3 separate regions of the Mus musculus genome follow, and all the other regions are linked to region 2. The links are chromatin contacts, called in public Hi-C and Micro-C maps. All regions are on one chromosome and are shown on one strand. The core of a region is the stretch at or near the end of the contact, and the rest is flanking DNA. Distances in the headings are between cores, read along the strand shown. Region 1 overlaps Wwc2 (WW, C2 and coiled-coil domain containing 2). Region 2 holds the start of Cdkn2aip (CDKN2A interacting protein). Region 3 overlaps Wwc2 (WW, C2 and coiled-coil domain containing 2).

Region 1 (2,700 bases), core at 63-2,562, 140 kb before region 2:
TGACTTCTCTCACATCCATTCCCATGGACATGGCCTTGTGAGCTGTCATCTTGCCACCGACCCAACCTAAACTGGTAGAGTGGACCCCGCCCTGTCTCCTCCCACTGCTCGCCAGGTTCTCTCCTCCCTGCCATGCAGCAGCTGTTTTCCTATGCATTGCTGTGGTTTTCTTTGTCTTCATGTTAGTAGAAGAATCTGTAATTTCATCAGTTTTTCTTTAATATGCGAGTTGCCAAAGTTTAATTGCTATCTCTGATAAACTGCAGTGTGTGAATCACTTGTGAGTCTGCCTCTGTTGTCTATTTGGGGGAGGGGGGGTGGCTTTCTACCCTTAGCTATTGGTGGAATGCTGGCCGTATTATAAAAGCGCCAGCTGAAATACTGCGGAGAGGAGCTGGTGCTCTTCTGGAAGGCAGATGACACCATGGGAAAGTTGCCTGTGTCACCTAGGGGGATTGAATTCCAAGTTTTCTCTCTTAGAGCCCTGTGAGGCATGAGATATCTGCTGGCTGTTTAGGTTGCTAGTGACTGGTTTTGGCTTTCGCTGTGTCTGGCTTTGTACAGATGTAGCTTTGGAAGGCAAAATGTGTAATTTGGGGCCCACCTCACCATTCATTTCCTCTACCCCTTTTATGTGGACTGCCTTGGTAGCTCTGCACTCCATGCTGGTGTTTGCATGCTGTGGGCTGCGGGGCCACCATTCCAGGCGCCCATCTGTTGAGCCTGCGGGCCTCATGGCTAGGTTGACAAATGCCGTTAGAGGAAGCACTGGCAGTGATGGCCACCTCTCTTCTGTCTTCGCTTTCTCTGAGACCTCAGCCCTCCAGCCTGACAGCCCCCTGACAGTCCTCTTGCCTTGCAACATCTGGGAGTTTGTGTTTGTTTTTGGTTTCATTTTGCTCAGCTCTCATATCTGTTCTCAGCAGGTCTGGTACAAGCTGTTTCTTCACAGCTGGAAATGTAAGTCTGCATCAGATTTGGAGTGTCTGGTGTTAAGTGCCGTATGGTTTCCGTTCTGCAGGACGCCGTGTCAGCCTTACTTGCGAGAACTTCAGCTGAGCTCTTGGCTGTGGAACAAGAACTGGCCCAGGAGGAGGAGGAGGAGGAGCTAAGGCCAGAGCGGCGGGGTCCAGGGAGAGACTGGTGAGCAGCCTCTGCCTTTCTCTGGGGAACTTGGGCCAGACTTAGTTTCTCTCAGGACCTTTGGGGTGGTTTATAGGTTCCTATCTTAGTTTGGAACTGTGGCAAACAGTGCAGCATCAGGGTGTGCTGGCTAGAGCCTCTCCCTGTCATTGGAGAGTTAGAGGAAGGAAGGGAGAAACTGGCAGGGTCAGCCCATTAGCTGGGCTCTTTCTCTTGCTCCTGCGGCAGTGCCTGCTGTGTGCTGTGCATTTGATTTTTGTCTACACTTTCATTTAGAAAGCTATGAAGTCTTATGTTACAGAGCAGTGGTTCTCAGCTTGCAGGTAGGGACCCCTGAGGTCTGAACAACCCTTTCACAGGGGTTGCCTAAGACCATCAGAAAGCACAGATATTTATGTTGATTCATAACAGTATCAAAATTACAATTATGAAGTAACAGCAAAATAATTTTTATGATTAGGGATCATGACAACATGATGTATTAAAGGGTTGCAACTTTCTTCTCTCTCTCTCTCTCTCTCTCTCTCGCCCCATCTCTGTCTCTGTCTGTCTCTCTCTGTCTCTGTCTGTCTGTCTCTATCTCCCTCTCTCTCTCTCTGTCTGTCTCTGTCTCTGTCTGTCTCCCAGAAGTATCATTCAGGATGTTCTTAGGCAAAGTCGCTATCATCACTGCAATATTGGTCTTGGGTTTCCTCCTCTGTGTCAGCAACCCGTCCTTTAAGGATGTCAGGTCATGTGTCTGTGTGTCTGTCTGCATGCAAAGGCCATCTCCTAGGTGTCTGCTATGTTCTCTTAAAAGACATTTTAGCCAGTGCCTCCATTTTGAGTAGCTTTCATGTATAAACGAATTCAGATTAATTTTTATGAACAGTCATTATACTATTATGCAACGGTTGGACGACTTAGCATGTAAGGTCTGCACTCGTGTGTATGTATGTACACATGCAAAGATAAAACATGTTAGAAATTCAGAGTGATGAGGAATGTCACAAATGTTAGACGTGGACATTTGTAAGGAAGGGCTACAGCATGATGTCCAAAGGCACAGGGACACCGTAGATAAGGCCAGCATGGGAGAGACGTTCATAAGGTTTGTCCTAGTGTCCCTAAGCATCAAGCTTTTCTGCCAGTTCAAGGAATGCACTTCGTGGGTTTAAAAGGGGGGACTTTCAGTTCTCTGTGGTCACTATTGGTTCTCCCTTGTGTTCCCTTCATGGCTGGACACTTAATAACCAGTCTGTCAGTCTGCCAATATGTCACCCATTGTGGTTAAGGCTTGACACTTAAGTCAGTGAAAAGGATTCTTTCTAGTTTTAGAACAGGAAACTCAGCCAAGTGTGCCATGTTCCAACCTTCACAGTGGTCCTGCAGTGTCACTCTGTCAGCCAAGTGTGCCATGTTCCACCCTTCACAGTGGTCCTGCAGTGTCACTCTGTATAACCTGATCACAGATTTTTGTTTTATTTTATTTTATTTTTTACTTTTTTAAAGATTTATTTATTATTATATCTAAGTACACTGTAGCTTTCTTCAGACACACCAGAAGAGGATGTTAGA
Region 2 (2,872 bases), core at 38-2,537:
CACTACTAACGTGTCCCTTCTAATTGCCTTATTGGAGCTGAACAGTGTTGGGGCACAGGCCCATGGCTATCAAGTTTAGTAACCAAATGACTGAATTTTTGCGTGATTATTCTGATTTAAGCATTTTCACAACAAAACGCAAAAATCTATTGAGGGAAAATTCAATTACATAATTTATCACTATCTCATATTATTACATTGATCCTTTGATTTATTGACACATACCTAGACTTGGAAATGTTAATAAACACGCCAGAAAAAAAAATCCATGGGTTGGAGAGATGGCTCAGTAGTACGAGATCTTAGAGAAGACCTCCAGCACCCACAGGGCGCTGGGTTCAATTCCCAGCACCCACAGGGCGCTCAAAATCCTGGGTCAACTCAACTCCAGGAGAGCCATTGCTCTCTTGCCTCCAAGGGCACCAGGCCCACACATGTAGCACAGACACACATGCAAGCAAAAAATCGAACTCATAAAACAAAACAAAACAAATGCAGAAGCAGTTGCTCTTGAGGACTGAGGCCAGGACGAGATAAGCAGATACATTTCCATTTTGGTCCAACCGGGATTAACAGTTAAAACCAGTTGGCACGGGGTCATTTATAGTTCGGGGACCAAAAGCGTTAAGGGAGAGGAAGCGGGTTGAACCAGGAACTTAAGAAACCGCGGAAACCCAGCCAGATCGTGGGGCGCAAGCGCAAAGGCCTGGTTTCAAAGAGCCGGTTAGATCCAACTGGAGGAGCCGCTTGTGCTCGTCGTTAAGTTACAACCGTGCTCGGTACTTTTATTGTCCCCATCCCACAAGGCATCCGCAGGTCCCCAAACGCCCGGAGACCTTCCGAGCCTCGGGCCCAAGGGTTCAGCGGCTTTCGCGGCAGGGCGCAGGCGCGGAAGCCAGCTTTTGTTTATTTTGGCCGCGTGCGACCGCGAGCGTCCGAGGGCGGAACGCGCAGGAGGGGCGGGGCGGCAACTCGGACGCCTCCAGGTCTCCGCGCTCCGCCCGCTTTGTCCCACCGCCCCCCTCTCCCGGCCCCCCGGAGCGCGGCGTCACAAAGCGCCGGCGGAACGCCCCAGCGGCCGCCCCTAGGCGCCGAGGGCGGGGAGGGCCGCTGGCCGCTGAAGTCGCCTCGGCCCCGCCTCCGCCGGCGCGACCGCCGAGCGAGTCGCTGGCGACTGGGCGCTGCAAAGCATCCTGGGAGGACGCGCTCGCGCCGGAAGGTCGCGTGTGCGCGCGGCGGCAGCGGCGGCGGCGAGGTTATAAAAGGGAGCGAGGCGGTGGCCGGCGGAAGTGGGCGGTTCGTCGGCGCCTTGTTCTGTTGTTTGGGGTTTGGGCTCCTGGAGGGGCGTTCTCGGGAGGGCCGCCGGTGCAGGCCGCGCTGACACAGGGCCGCTTCGCCCCCGGGGCTCCGTGCGCTTGCGCTCTCCCCGTCCCGCAGGGTCCCCAACATGGCGCAGGAGGTGTCCGAGTACCTGAGCCAAAACCCGCGGGTAGCCGCCTGGGTGGAGACGCTGCGCTGCGAGGGCGAGACGGACAAACACTGGCGCCACCGCCGGGAGTTTCTGCTTCGCAATGCCGGGGACCTGGTCCCCGCCACCGACGAGACTGCGGACGCGGAGAGCGGAGCCCGCACTCGGCAGCTCCAGCAGCTGGTCTCCTTCTCCATGGCCTGGGCGAACCATGTCTTCCTAGGGTGCCGGTGAGTGGAGGGAGCGTCGCTCTCCAGCCAGCCTTCCGGGCTTTGCTCCACGCCCCCTGCCGCTGGCCGGGGAGCGCTTTCGCGGGGACCGGCGACGCTGGGGAGGGCCGCTTGGGAAGCGCGGGAATCGGTGTGACACTGTGGGTCCTCGGAGGGAGAGCAGGAAGGGCGTCCGGGGCTGTCCCCGACCTCACAGTTGCCGGGCGTCCGGGTGGTATGCGCCCGGCAGATGGAGTTGTTGGTGCTTAGCTGACAGTATCTGCCCGGGAGACCCCGAGTTTAAAGGTTCCCTGGCACAGACCCGCCTCCCGAGCCCTTAGGGCATTCGTCTGGGCCATCTTCGATTGTCGCGCGGTTCGTACACTTTGATCACGACCAGGAAATGCAGTCTGCGCACTCCTGCATTCCTCACGCTGCCAGTACTTTCGGAAAAAAAAAAATAAAGCATAACAACAACAAAAACAAACCACTTCTTGAGAGCGACTTTTGCTTCTTTTTCAGGTACCCTCAAAAAGTTATGGATAAAATTCTTAGTATGGCTGAAGGCATCAAAGTGACAGATGCTCCAATCCATACCACACGAGACGAACTGGTTGCCAAGGTGAAGAAAAGAGGGATATCAAGTAGCAATGGTTAGCAGATCATAGATGTGAACATACATAGGAGTTTAGAAAATATGCTTTATAAAATTAGGAATCGCTGTCATTACTAATTTTTTTTAACAATCCAGAATGTGTATGCTGTATTAATCTAGTTAAAATGTTAAAGCTACACTGTGTGTGTATGTGTGTCTGTCTGAGTCTGTCTGTCTGTTTTGGTGCTGAATTTGATTAACTTTTAGATTTTCAAGTCCAATGTCTGATGCTGTTAATTTAATATTAAAAACTAATCATATTAATTGATACTGTTTTAACATACTAATGAAGTTGTTCCATATTTTAAAAGAAACTACTGGTTCTGAAAAAAGAATTTTTTTGTGCTTTTGTTTGTCTTGTTTTGTTTTGTTTTGATAGGGTTTCTCTGTGTAGCCCAGCCTATCCTGGAACTTGCTCTATAGACCAGGCTGACCTCAACCTCAGGGGTCATGCCTGCCTCTGCTTCCTGAATGCTGGGATGAAAGGCACTTTGCTGCCACCCCACTCTCTGTGATTTTTAAATGAATGTTTTGTTGATT
Region 3 (2,700 bases), core at 130-2,629, 220 kb before region 2:
CAGTGAGTTCACATTGCCTCCATTTTTTTTGTTTCTGACAAGGCACCTTTTCTGTAAGCTGCACCAGATGCTGGCCTGCAAGTCTCCAGCGCCTCTGGTTGAGCCTCTGCAGAGAATTGATTCTTCCCTCCCTGCCAGCTCTGGTGCGCTGTTTCCTAACTGGCTTCCCAGGCGCAGGCTACAGTGAAGTCTTGGAAGCTGGAAGCCCATTTCAGGCTCTTGCAGTGCGATTTGATCTGCTTCTGGGCTTTTTCTTTGGTGACTTGGTTTCCCCATTTTTCTGGTTTGCTAAGTCACCTCTCTACCATTTCTCTGTTACCCCTAATTAAGGTGCTCTTGTCTATGACCCCTCCTTTATTCCTTTGCATTTATGGTTTTTTTTTAAGTTTTTGTTTATTTTTATTTTTTGTGTGTGATTGTTTGCCTAACTTTACATCAGTGTACCTTGTGTATGCAGTGCCCTCAGGCTAGAAGAGGTCACCTGGTCCCCTGGGACTAGAGTTAGTGACAGTTGTGAGCCACCATGTTTGTTTCCTTTCAGAAGTTTATTTCCCTTCATAGTTCAATTGAGCCAGGTGTAGTGGCGAATACCTTTAGTTCCAGCACTTGGGAGGCAGAGCCAGGCAGATCTCTGTGAGTTCGAGGAGCTTCGAACTGGTCTATAGAGTGAGTTCTAGAACAGCTGTTCCAAAGCTACTATACAGAGAAACCCTGTCTCAAGGGAAAATAATTCAGTTGAGATAAATACTCAGTTTGACATTCCTAATTCATCGGAATAGAGCAAATCCTTAAGTCATTTATTTTATGTTGTTTTGAGTTTTGGTTCTATCTAATTTTGAACATACTTGTTCCTATAGAATCGGCTAAATTACTAAAGATATGTCCCTGATAAGGAGGGGTTGGTGAAAGCCGGCAGGGACAGAACATCTTTTATTGTTCACTGATGATAGTGGTCTTTCCTAACTCCTGTGCTACTTACTGCTCTAAGCCTCAGCGAGGCTCTGGTCTGCGTGGCTCATCAGCTTTTAGAATAAAGGGACGGTGTTTCTGTGAGCAGCTCTATCTAGAGCTCGCCTGGCCCAGCCCAGCCCATGTCACCTTGCGTGTCACCTTGTCCCCTGTGCCTGCACTCAGCCTCATGGCTTTTGTTTGCCTCAAATGGAGTCTGAGGCTAAGCTCAAAGGGCATGCATTTTTGTTTATGACTAAGGGCTGATCTCTGAAGTTATCAGACATTCCTCACATTCCATATGTCTAACTTTTAGTGCTTGGCGGATCTGGTGCTATGCCAGAAGAAAACACAGGCTAGCGAGGAGGAGGAAACACCACAGTGGAGAAATCCAGCCATATGTTTACCTAGCAAAGCACGCGTGCAGTATGGAATGGATTTGTAGCATGTCAATGCCATTCCTTAGGCTGCTTAGCAGCATTGCTCACTTTTCTGATATTTGAGTCTTGAAATTCCAATCTAGGAGCTTTAGAAAAACCCGTGATTCTTTCCATCTGTGTGCATGTTGTTCTCAGGGCCAGCGCTCGGTGCTGTAGTACAATAGCAAAGGCTAGTGGTATTGTGGGAGTGACTCTGTGTGACGGATGGGCGTCATCAGTACAGATGTGGTCCACAGAGTCAGACACACTGAGTGCTGAAGGAGGAGCGCCACCTTTTGTTTGTCTTCCCAACCCTGCGGGAGAAGGGACTGTGCAGAGGGAAAATGGCATCAGCGAGTCAAGCACGGAGGGGTCTGTGACAGACAGCACACTCGCATTGGTCCACACTGCTAAGGAAATAAACAGCTGGTAAACTCTAGTGACCCCTTGCTTATATAGCAAGTCAACTGAAGATGCAAGTCCAGAAGCACTCATGCAAACCATCACATGGCCAGTCTGTCACTAAAACGTGTTGCGGAACCTCCAGTCTGCCTTGGCCAAATATTACATATACTACAAAGACATCAAATTGGATTCTAATGTCGATAACTTAAATGCAGATTTTAAAAATATTTCAATCAGAAATTTAAATAAAAGTCTGAATTTTTTTTTTTTTGCCCTTTTTTTCTGGCATTCATCAGGATTTAGGGAAAGTAAATAAGAAAGTTCCCTCATCTTATATAAAATATCTGTGTAGACATTCTGTAGAATCTGGCTGTAATTGAATTATATCTAAATTAAAAAGCCTTTAGCCAGTGTTCCTAAGAAACCCAGCAATGTTTATGGATGCAGATGTCCCTTCCCTACGTGCCCACACCCTGGCACAATACGCCTGCACACACAGTACGCCTGTACAGGCAGTATGCCTGCACACACAGCAAGCCTGCACACACAGCACGCCTGCTTCTGGCTGTGCTTTCCCTCCAGCGTGAGCAGCTGCAGGTGTGTAGAAGCTGCCGGACTCGTTTACCTTCTCAAAGCTTCCTTTGGAAGAGTCAGACTGGACTTAATTGTCTGGGAATCTGCTGTGATGCCTTCGTGGCCTTCAGTGCTGGGTGCCTATATGAAATGAGAGGTATCTGCGGGATGCAGGAAGAGCACTGACTGCAGTTCCATGGGGACCAGTTAGGTGACGTCCTGTCAGTGAATGATCATGCTTCACTAACTAGCTAGATATCTGATATATCTCAGCACTCCTTCCTGAAAAGCTTCACGGCCATGGCAACCCAAAACTTTCTCCGGTCCAGCACCTTGTTCCCATCACTCACCCACA

Evidence for each region. Hi-C and Micro-C count contacts between places; a contact is called where the count stands out from the background.
Region 1: a Micro-C map of muscle stem cells shows a contact between it and region 2, with 5 times the contacts expected there. The contact joins the enhancer-like site here to the promoter of Cdkn2aip in region 2. A contact is called at or near these places in 2 of 39 promoter capture datasets (the 3T3-L1 cell line and liver), 3 of 484 Hi-C or Micro-C datasets (the C2C12 cell line, DN3 thymocytes and muscle stem cells) and 7 of 115 datasets of contacts at active chromatin or transcription factors (DN3 thymocytes, acute myeloid leukemia, bone marrow-derived macrophages and 1 more).
Region 3: a contact with region 2 is called in a Hi-C map of nephron progenitors, with 3 times the contacts expected there. The contact joins the enhancer-like site here to the promoter of Cdkn2aip in region 2. A contact is called at or near these places in 1 of 39 promoter capture datasets (stem cell-derived epiblast-like cells), 1 of 484 Hi-C or Micro-C datasets (nephron progenitors), 3 of 115 datasets of contacts at active chromatin or transcription factors (bone marrow-derived macrophages, embryonic stem cells and memory CD8 T cells) and 2 of 9 other capture datasets (adipose tissue and liver).

The regions. Positions count from the first base shown.
Region 1 is chr8:47,850,348-47,853,047 of GRCm38.p6, reverse strand. Wwc2 (WW, C2 and coiled-coil domain containing 2) reads left to right here. Exons shown (of 23, transcript NM_133791.5): 17 at 1,022-1,143. Among named protein-coding and RNA genes, the nearest start is that of Cldn22, 27 kb to the right of the region's middle. Within about 2 kb of position 1,312, at least 92 of the 459 cell types and tissues checked have an H3K27ac peak or open chromatin away from gene starts, as enhancers often do. A contact at or near this core is called in the C2C12 cell line, acute myeloid leukemia, bone marrow-derived macrophages and 1 more, where this site is marked.
Region 2 is chr8:47,712,346-47,715,217 of GRCm38.p6, reverse strand. Cdkn2aip (CDKN2A interacting protein) reads left to right here and starts at 1,287. Exons shown (of 3, transcript NM_172407.3): 1 at 1,287-1,698; 2 at 2,200-2,330. The coding sequence starts at 1,448.
Region 3 is chr8:47,931,135-47,933,834 of GRCm38.p6, reverse strand. All of the region lies in intron 1 of Wwc2 (WW, C2 and coiled-coil domain containing 2), which reads left to right. Among named protein-coding and RNA genes, the nearest start is that of Gm39173, 17 kb to the left of the region's middle. Within about 2 kb of position 1,379, at least 122 of the 459 cell types and tissues checked have an H3K27ac peak or open chromatin away from gene starts, as enhancers often do. A contact at or near this core is called in adipose tissue and nephron progenitors, where this site is marked.